Linked DNA regions of Hordeum vulgare: region 1 is linked to region 2. A link is a contact called in public Hi-C data. All regions are on one chromosome and are shown on one strand. The core of a region is the stretch at or near the end of the contact, and the rest is flanking DNA. Distances in the headings are between cores, read along the strand shown. Region 1 holds the start of LOC123427013 (SWI/SNF complex subunit SWI3A homolog). Region 2 holds the start of LOC123427012 (eukaryotic translation initiation factor 4B1).

Region 1 (4,900 bases), core at 1,958-4,457, 240 kb before region 2:
TAGTCAGCAGTGCTAACTGAGGTAGTATTAGCAAATATCAGTGATCTGCTAAAAATCTTTGTACATCCTTAACAAATGAGTTTCTACATATGTTATGTTTTCTTTATTACCTGCTCCATCAATGAACTAGTGACATCTATTGAAGAACATAAACGCCGACGCTTTGAAGGATGGTCTTCAACTAATTTATCAGCACCATCTTCCTCCCCATCAATCTGCATGCCATCAACCATATCGGTTGACTGACTTGATGCATCCTTCACAATAAAGTGGTTTGTTTTGCCATCAGTAGTTTGGTTAGTCTGGAACCTACTATCAGATTTACCATTTATGTTGCCCAGCATATGTTCACCAAAAGGCAACTGAATAAGCCTAGCGATGCACTCTGTTTTGTTCTTTGTTCGGACATGCTGGGTAATAAGATCCCAGTCATCTCCATGTTTCAGGACACCTTCTAAAAGGAGTAGCGTCTCTGCATCTGTCCATGCACTGGAAGCATGGTTGTCAGAGCTCTCCTTTTTAACAATAGAGCATTTATTTGCCTCCTCCTTATTTGTACTATTAGTTTTGCAACACGTTGAACATACTTTAAAACCATCCTGCAGAGAAAATGCATAAGCATTAGACGGCACATAATTTCCTTCATTTTCGTCATAGCTTGATGCCATCTGATCATCTGAATAATAAAATATACAACTCAATCAAATTGTAGCCGACTGTTTAAGCACGACCTCTCTGAACAGAAATAAATACAGTACATGGATAAATTTCATAAAATAACATTTCACAGCATGTTATCCAGTTATAAAGACTACTTTGCTGCGTTTGGTGTCTAGAAGAGCTGAAGTGAGCAGATTTTATATGCGGGACACTACTCGACAAAGTGTTGAATGGTGCAGTGATTGGCTGTAATGTGTTCGCGTGTGTGAGCAATTCGGCCCAATGGCCCAGGTATCATGGCGTATGTACAAGAAGTAGACAGACAATTCCCCCACACAACCTTCCAATTTTCATGGCATCAAACCTAGCATCGTCCCCGAAACCCTAGGTGTTGCCGCCGTAGTGGCAGTGGCAATGGCAGCGGCAGCCCTGAGCTCAGTGGTGATGTTGATCTTGACGAAGTAGATGGCGAGCTACAGGTGAGACTCGTGTTGGTCAGTGACAGCAGCATGAGGTGAATGTGCGGAGGCTCGAGGATCAGAAGCCTTTGGTGACAGATTATGGCTCTGTGCGTGCGACCAGGAAAACGAGGGCTCCTGCAGGAGAGGTATGCATCTAGGAGGGAACGCAAACTGTGTGTGGAGGCAATGCAATTGTTCCTCGTGTCGAGCCAATTCCGAAGATAGAATTGATGCCAAATGACATCGAGTTAAAGAGTGCCAGAAACTACTTAATTTGATCGAGGAAGGCATTGTTATTGTTGATCTTGAAGGAAGGGGATAGAGGGCTTGTCTGGGAAGGGGGTGGGGGGCAACTGAGCCACTGCGCCTCATCTGTCAAGGTCAGCATATTTACCGGTTGTACCAGTAGCTCAGTGTCGGTTCAACCATTGTAGTTGCACTACTCTGCTCGCAGGATCAACATGCCATCTAAAGTGGCTGAACAGGTGTGCTAGTGTCAGTTGCACCGGTTTGGTCTTCGACTGCTAGTTTACTGCCCGTTGGGCTCGAAGCAGGCCGTACCGGTGGTTCAGAGTCAGTCAGCCTCTACAATTCTACACCGGTTCAGCCTTCCAACGGCTAGTTTGAGAGGGTGGAGTATAAATACTATCGTTGGCTGGCTTTGGTAGGTTATTGTTGCCCTTGGGAGTATTTATTGACCTTCCCCGCATAATCCGGATACTGGATATCTGGAAGCATCTCATCGAATACTGAGATATTTGGCGGGAAGTCTCGGGAAGCACATGGTTCAATAAAAATGATTGCCTATACATCGAAATTATATATGATGCTGATCGGTCCAATTGCCTTGACGATACGAGATCAACGTCAAGGGTGTCCTTGTGGGAGGGAACTTTGTATCCTTGGAGGAGCAAGAAGCAATCGATAGCGTCCCAATCTTGTATAGGAGCAGAGCATAGAGAGTCATTTCAGTGTGTTTGAGATGTTGGATGAGAGTCCTTCTGTCGGAGCTATGACCAATAAGGCTTTGGTGTGATAGCAAGTCAGCAATCAATGTCGCGAACAATTCGGTTCAGCATGTGGAGATAGATCAGTAGATCACTTGGTCATCAAAGAATGGCTTGAGCACAGAACACAGTCTAGTGATAGTACAAAATAACAAAAAATGGTAGTACCTTCAAGGTTTCCACTTTGCCGTCCTTGCACTCCTCGCCGCAGAAGCCACATATCGGCCCCTTCCCGGGCGCCCACTCCCCGAACACATCGGTGTACGAGGTGAGCTGAGGCAAGCGGAAGGCGCCGTCCCCGGTCCCTCCTCCCAGTCTCTCCTCCGCGAAGTAGGACGCCGGCGGGCGTGGCGTCACCTGCAAGCCCAGGGGCGCCTCTACGACGGCGCCAGGCCCAGGCTGCTGCGCCGCGGGGCGGGACGAGGTGGCGGAGAAGTTGATTAGGCCGAAGGCGTCTAGGAAGCCAAAGAGCTTCCGGAGGAGCGTGGCGTCGCCGACGAGCGCCTTGCGGACCTCGGTGAAGGTGAGGCGGCGGGCGGGGTCCTCCCGGTACTTGTTGATGATGTAGTCGCGGTACTCGCGGTAGATCCGGGGGTTCCGCGACGCCGTCCCGAAGCCGGTGCCGCCGGCGCCGCCGAAGAAGTCCGGGAGCGCCTGGCGCTCCGTCTCGTGGATGTCGTCCCAGCGGAACCAACCTGCGGGGGCGGAGGACGCGCAATTGGTGAGGCGGCCGAGCTTTCCGGCCCACGCGGCCCGGGCATATAACCCTAGTAGGAGCAAGGGTCGGGGAGGGGGCGCTTACCGGACGAGGCGGGGATGGTGTAGAGCTCGCGCGGCGGGCGCGACGGCGGCGCTTCGCCGGAGGAGGCGGCGCCGGCCGCCGCCGGCGACATGGGGGGAGGGCGGGAAGAGGGGGGCAGGGGGATTGGACGGGGCGATGCGGGCAGGAGAGATCTGGGCCGTCGGATCTGCAATTAAGGGGTGGATTTTTAAGCTAAGGTGTCGCGGTCTCGTTTTCGGGGGAGAGGGGAGGAAGGAGACGGTGCGGTGTTGTCCGAGACGAGAGTACGAGGGGTGTTGCGGTGCTTGGCGAGATTTTGTTGGTGCGCGTGCGCGTGGGGTGCCTGCCGCGTGGGGCTCGTGGTCGTCGGGTCTAGTGATATGGGGCCTTCGTTAACTAGTTTTGGGCCGTCACGGTGCAGCGTCCAAATCCTCAGTTCGGTTTCCTTCAAAATAAAAAAACAATTATGCTTTTTTATACCCCTAATAAAAGGTTATGTTTTTTTTTGCGGGGTTGGGGGTTGGGGGAGAAAAAATAAAGAAAGATAATATGTATCTTTGCTACAAAAATACAAGTTAAAAAAGTTAAAAAAAGATGGTCAGCCCTATTCCGAGATCAGTAGTTTTTGAACTGTGTTTGAAATCACTAGTTAGATGGTACCCTTTGCTCCGACTCAAAAGACAAAAAGATGGTACCCTTTGAAAAGTTCGATCACATCTCTTACATCTCGTTTTGTAGTGACAAGTGACACTTGTCGTAATCCAAAAGTCTTGTGCTTCTTTTAATTCATTGTTTTTTTGACATTTTATCTCTTGAACTATGTGTTCAAATCACTAACCATTTTAATCGTTGCATTTTTCGCGTCGAGATTTTTAGAACTGGATTTCATTTTAGTCAGTTAGGTTGGGACAAAATATATCCAAAAGAAAAGTTAAAACAAAAAAAGAGTAGAATCGTAACAAAGTGGAAATATAAAAAGGAAAACTCCAAACCCCAAAAAACGTAAAAAAACAAGAAGCACATAAGTTCTTTTCACTTTTATAGGGAAGCACACTATGCTTCTTCACTCTTTCCGAATCAAAAATCCATTTGGGTTCTTTTTTTCGCTTGCTTGGACCTTCCAGTCGTCTTGACTGGGTTTTTTCGTTCCTTTGAAATTGATGAAATCACCAAATGCATGCCATAGTCAACGAAAACATAGTCTCCTAATGAACCATCATCGTTAGGTAGTGTTAAATTAATTCAGAAAAATACGAGCACCTCTCACGATTCTAAAACTTGAACTCTTGCAGATTGGTTTATCACAAGGAAAACTAATCATCTAAGCAATGCTCAGTATGAAGAAGAAAGGGTTGCAAAGACAACGAAATTAAAGACGTTTTTGTCCTTGAGGCAAGGAATCCCTATTAATAGGCCTAACCACCTGTTTGGATGTAGGAAAAACTGCTTGGAATTGGCAATCTGGAATTGCCAGGCCAAATCCTGTTGTTTGGGGTGGTACAAGAATTGGGCTTGGAAAACTTGGCCCAATTCCAAGCGATGCACCAGCGCACGTCCACCCTCGCACAAGGTTTCTGAGAGGACGAGCCCGGAAAGGCTCGGAAATGCCCCGCACGCCCTACCTATTCGCTCGTTCCTGGATGAGCTCCTCTCGCTGCGACCCCATCTCACTCCCGACTTCCCTCAAGCAACCGGCGGCGGCTGTCAGTTCTTCGGCCCTCCTCTCCTGCTCGCATTCGTCCCTTCCCTCCCATCTGTCCCCTCATCCTCTTCCATGTGTTCTTTGGCCATGGAACGACCTCATCCGACGAGGCCCTCAAACCCTAGATTGTAGGGGATTTGTAGCGGGAATAGGTCGTTGGGAGGGGAACGACGGTGGTAGTGGAAGGACGGTTGGAGTGCCGCCATCCCCTCCCGTGTACAACCCCAAAATTTTTGTGGTGTCCCTAGGAGAACTCGAATTTGGAATTCCATGGTTTGTACATCCAAAA
Region 2 (4,818 bases), core at 1,772-4,271:
TAAATATAGGAAGTGCTGCTATAAATATCTGTATGAGTAGTTCCCTCATTTATTCTAGAAACGAGAGTCAACCACGAACGTGAGAAAGGTGGAACCAGACGTCCATTTATTCATATATATCAGGCCCATAATTTAATGAAAAGTACATGTGTCAAAATGATTCAACCATCATGTCAAGAGATCAGCTTATCAGAAAGCAAGACAGTAGTGAATCATCATAGGTTGAAACTAAATAGTACAAAATCAAGCTAAGTATGCATTTCTAGTTAAGCTTCCTTCACAGACATGTTTAGGCAATCACGAGTCCTAAGATAAAAATAAGAATCAATTAAACTCTTTACAATGTACTCCCTCCGTAAAGAAATATAAGAGTATCTTATATCTCTTAACATGGCTGTGATTGTAAAGTAGTGATCTTAACACTCTTAAATTTCTTTACGGAGGGAGTAGCAAATAAAGCAATAACAAGTCCAGCTAAAATGATTCGCATTCAGATTATTAACACAAAGGCCCTAAAGGAGACAGAAACAAATGCCGTAATTGTAAACTGTCACCAGCGAAGCACATGAACAAAATTAGCCAACACTTAACCAGATTGTGCATAATAAAACTACTTAAGTACTGAGACGACATAGAAAGCCCATATAAAAAATGGGCAAAATAAACATTTTTTTGTTATTCAAAATATACTCCATCAAATTATGGACCGGAGTAAGCAGTTAATTAGCTAGAAACTTTATAAAATTTACTTAACCTTGTATGATGTGGTTATCAAATTTTATGTCTAAAGTAGAATGCAGATTACAAAATGAAAATAAATAAATAAAATAACTCGGGTCACAGGATACTAGCAAATTAGCAAGACAAGAATATTTCGGGAGCCTTCTTCTCACAATCACATAATGCAGCATTTTGTATGAAAAAAAAATATGACTAAAACAAATATTCGACATACCTCTAGAATCTCAGTAACCTATAAAAGACTCTACATTCAAGGCTTGCTATCCATGGGTCATGGCATCAAAAAACAATGACATAAATTTATTGCCAAAAGGCATGCTATACTTGCAGAATATGACCGGCATTCCCTGCAACCCTCGCTCAGTTGCTTACATACTTTCATATCCACAAGGAAGTGACAACATCGAAAAGCTTAAATGCAATCGTCTAGGCAAACAGGTTTCCATATTACCACTAGATTCAGGACAAACAATATTATATTTAGCCATAGCATTGATGTAAATTTCAACATACAATACTCTACGTCAATTCAGATAACTTCATAATATCCACGATCCAAGATGAAAAGATGCCTAAAATCACCAGAAGTAACTTCACATTTGTTATTGTGGGATTTATAAAACAAATGTATTAGAAATTGAGCATTGATTTTCTGACAAAATTGCATATAAATTTTGTCATAGTGGTCAGTTTCAAACTTACAGCAAGCATACTCAGATATGCCAAAGGCCAGCCAGTTGTTGCTTAGCAAAATTATTTCTTTTGCGCAAGTTTATAACATTCTTACTCATTATGTCAGCACTTCCAGTTATATATTATGAAAAGAAGCACTACATGTTATCAAGAGGCGGGCTAAAATATAACATACCTATTAATTGAACGATGCTCCAGCTCAAGGTCAATTTTCCTCCAGTCTTTTCCTTTCTCCTGCAACACCACTTCCCGTGGCTTGGCATCACCGAATGGATTTACCTTTGGCCGTGCTCTTGGTGCTCCCTCACTCCCAACTGCAGAGACCTGTGATCCAGGGCTCCCAGGGCGGGAGGAATGTGCGCTGTTCGGCCTACTGGAGTGCGAGCTAGTAGGCCGACTGGTTTTCTTCTCAATGTCACCCTCCATCTTCCTCCAATCAAGGCCCTTCTCAGCCAGCACCTCCTCACGGGGCTTTGCAGCTCCGAAGGGGCTTGGTCTGCTACGTGTGACCTCAGCAGCTGGCACAGCAGCCGCTGAGGGATCACGTTTTGGTGGATTGAGGTTGAGGCGCGGCCTATCACCATTGTTGGTCATAGTAGGGGCAGAGACGCCACCGCGGACCCAGCGATCAGAGTCAGATGGCCCTGGTGAGTCACGGAAACCGCCACCAGATGATTCTCGGAAACCACCACCAGATGATTCGCGGAAACCACCACCAGATGATTCGCGGAAACCACCGCCTGGTGATTCACGGAAACCACCGCCGGTTCCAAGGCTAGGGTAGCGCGACGGGAGTGGCTTCTTGTCGCGCGACCAGTTGTCTATGTCATCTGAGCGGCCGAGCGGAGACGCGCCACTGAGTCTATCACGCCGGCCAGAGTCGGTAGGAGCCGGCGAGAAACTCTTGTTCTTGCCCCAGTCGTCCGACTCGTCGGCGCGGGAGCGCATATCGAGATCCGAATCCCTGCTGGGCCGGCGTTCGTCGTCGAATCCGCCGCCGCGCTCCCTGTCGCCGCCATAGGAGCGGAACCCGCGGGATCGGTCCTGCTCTTCCTCGGAGCGCTCCCTTGGGCCGGTGGGGAGCATCATCATCTCCTGCGGGGTGAGGCCCTTGGGCTCAGCGGGGGCGGCGCGGCGAGGCGCGCCGGCGGCCCCATAGGTGGTGAACTCCGAGAGGGAGAGGGTGGTGCCCTTCTTCTTCTTCTGCTTGCCGCCGCCGGCGACGACGGCCTCCTTGAGGCTGGGGAAGCTGGCGGCGCCGCCCGCGGCGGCGGGCGGGTCGGGCGCGGGGAAGGACGCGGCGTGCTCGCGCTCCTCGTCCTCGCGCTCAGCGTCGAGCGCCCAGGCGCCGACGCCGCCCCAGGGCTTGGCCATGGCGTCGGCTTCGCGCTGCTGCTGGCGAGATCTAGGGTTGGGTCGGTGCTCAGGAGCGAACAATCGAGGGGGCGATTCGTTTGGGTGCGTTGTTGGGTTGGGTGGGTCTGAGCTGGGGGGTTGGCTGTGCTTTTGATTCTGACGGAACGGGAGGCCGTCGTGACCCACTCGTGGACGGTCGTGGCTCCGCCGTCGGATCGAGCTCGGCTTTCCTCTGTTCTCTCCTGTCTGTATACGGCTGGGAATAATAAACAACGTAAAGGCGTCTCATGCTTATATCATCTGAAATCTCGTGATTTCCGTGTATACATTTTAAAAATACCTATATATTAGTACTTGATTCAGAGTTTTGTAAAAGATTCAAACTTAATATCAAAATTCACGGAAGTACTGAGTACCTCAAACATAATAAAACTTACATCGAAATTCCGAGTTCACCGAATGATCACTATCGCCACCGGAATGAGCCGTCGATGTTGTTATTATCGCTCTTCTATCGGAGAAGGTTTAACTTTGTTGATGACAGTCAGAAAAGTTTGATACACATGCTCCAAGGACCACCGCCCTCGAGCCGTTGTCGCTTTTATTGACCCTTTCAACAAATCTGAAACACTCCACATCAAATCTCTTCACACGATAAGAAACACTACCCTCACTGCCACGAGGAGATGGTGGAATTCTATGCCAGTGCTCCATCAATTACGTCCAGATGGACGAGCTCGAGGAGGATCGAAGCCCGAAAGATATACTCGATGATAAAGCGTAGTCATCTGTTCAAACATCAACATGCGAGGACTTAACAATCCTGACCTAACCTACTAGCCAGAGCAGGGCATCAAGATTTCACTCCCTCGTGAGGACCTGCAAGGGCACGAAGCTATCACAATTCACGATAAGTAGAGTATATTGATCCCACATGAAGGGATTGCACACTTAACTACCAACCACACAACTATGTCGACACACAAATGGTTACGTTCACAACCAAAGCGTTATGTGAAAATATTCTACTCAGTGGTAGCTAGCGAAAACAATAATAATGGTAGTTTTGTCTAATCAACTAAGCAAAAGGTAACACGTGAATAAAACAGTGAATGCTCTCAAGGTGTTCAAAATCATTACTACCCACACGTTCTACGGATATCTAAACCATTTTCATATATTTCTTTGTGGGTGGAACCTGGTACGGTATAGAACGTCAAGCGTAGTCAATTGTATCATGCATGCCACCATTGTTCCTTCCCTAACATGTTACCATTGGATAACTGATAGAAAAACAAATAATCATGTCGTTATTCATGGCATCATCAATACATAGGCATTATGTCTGCAATAAGTATACCGTTAAACTTACTAATGCCTACTATTGTTACTCCATCAATCAACCGTCATCGAGCATGCATCTACGATATTAAGTTCATAACAAACAGGGTAATGCTTTAAGCAAGATGACATGATGTAGACAAACCAAGACCAAATAATATGTCTAGACCCCATCATTTTATCCTTAATAGCAACAATATGAATACGTGTCTTGGTACTCCTCCCGAGACAGAATGAGGACACCGCATGATTGAACCTACAAGTATGCAACACTCCCTCTAAAGATCTACTCATCTACTTGGCCATAACAAACTTATACATTAGAAAGCATGCATAGCTATGAAATAACACATAATAAATCTCAGATTGGATCAATTACTTTCTGTTGGAAATATGCCCTAGAGGCAATAATAAAATAGTTATTATTATATTTCCTTGTTCATGATAATCGTTTATTATCCATGCTAGAATTGTATTGATTGAAACTCAAATACATATGTGGATACATAGACAACACACTGTCCCTAGTGAGCCTCTAGTTGACTAGCTCGTTGATCAAAGATGGTCAAGGTTTCCTAGCCATAGACAAGTGTCGTCACTTGATAACAGGATCACATCATTAGGAGAATGATGTCATGGACAAGACCCAAACTATGAACGTAGCATATTATCGTGTCATTTTATTGC

What was found. A called contact is a pair of places that touch in the nucleus more often than the background predicts.
Region 1: a Hi-C map of seedling shows a contact between it and region 2, with 4 times the contacts expected there. The contact joins the promoter of LOC123427013 here to the promoter of LOC123427012 in region 2. A contact is called at or near these places in 2 of 6 Hi-C or Micro-C datasets (seedling and an unstated tissue).

What each region holds. Positions count from the first base shown.
Region 1 is chr2H:528,607,344-528,612,243 of MorexV3_pseudomolecules_assembly, reverse strand. It overlaps LOC123427013 (SWI/SNF complex subunit SWI3A homolog), which reads right to left and starts at 3,207. Exons shown (of 7, transcript XM_045110943.1): 1 at 2,931-3,207; 2 at 2,297-2,823; 3 at 111-599; 4 at 1-16. The coding sequence starts at 3,021.
Region 2 is chr2H:528,367,477-528,372,294 of MorexV3_pseudomolecules_assembly, reverse strand. LOC123427012 (eukaryotic translation initiation factor 4B1) reads right to left here and starts at 3,021. Exons shown (of 3, transcript XM_045110941.1): 1 at 1,610-3,021. The coding sequence starts at 2,808.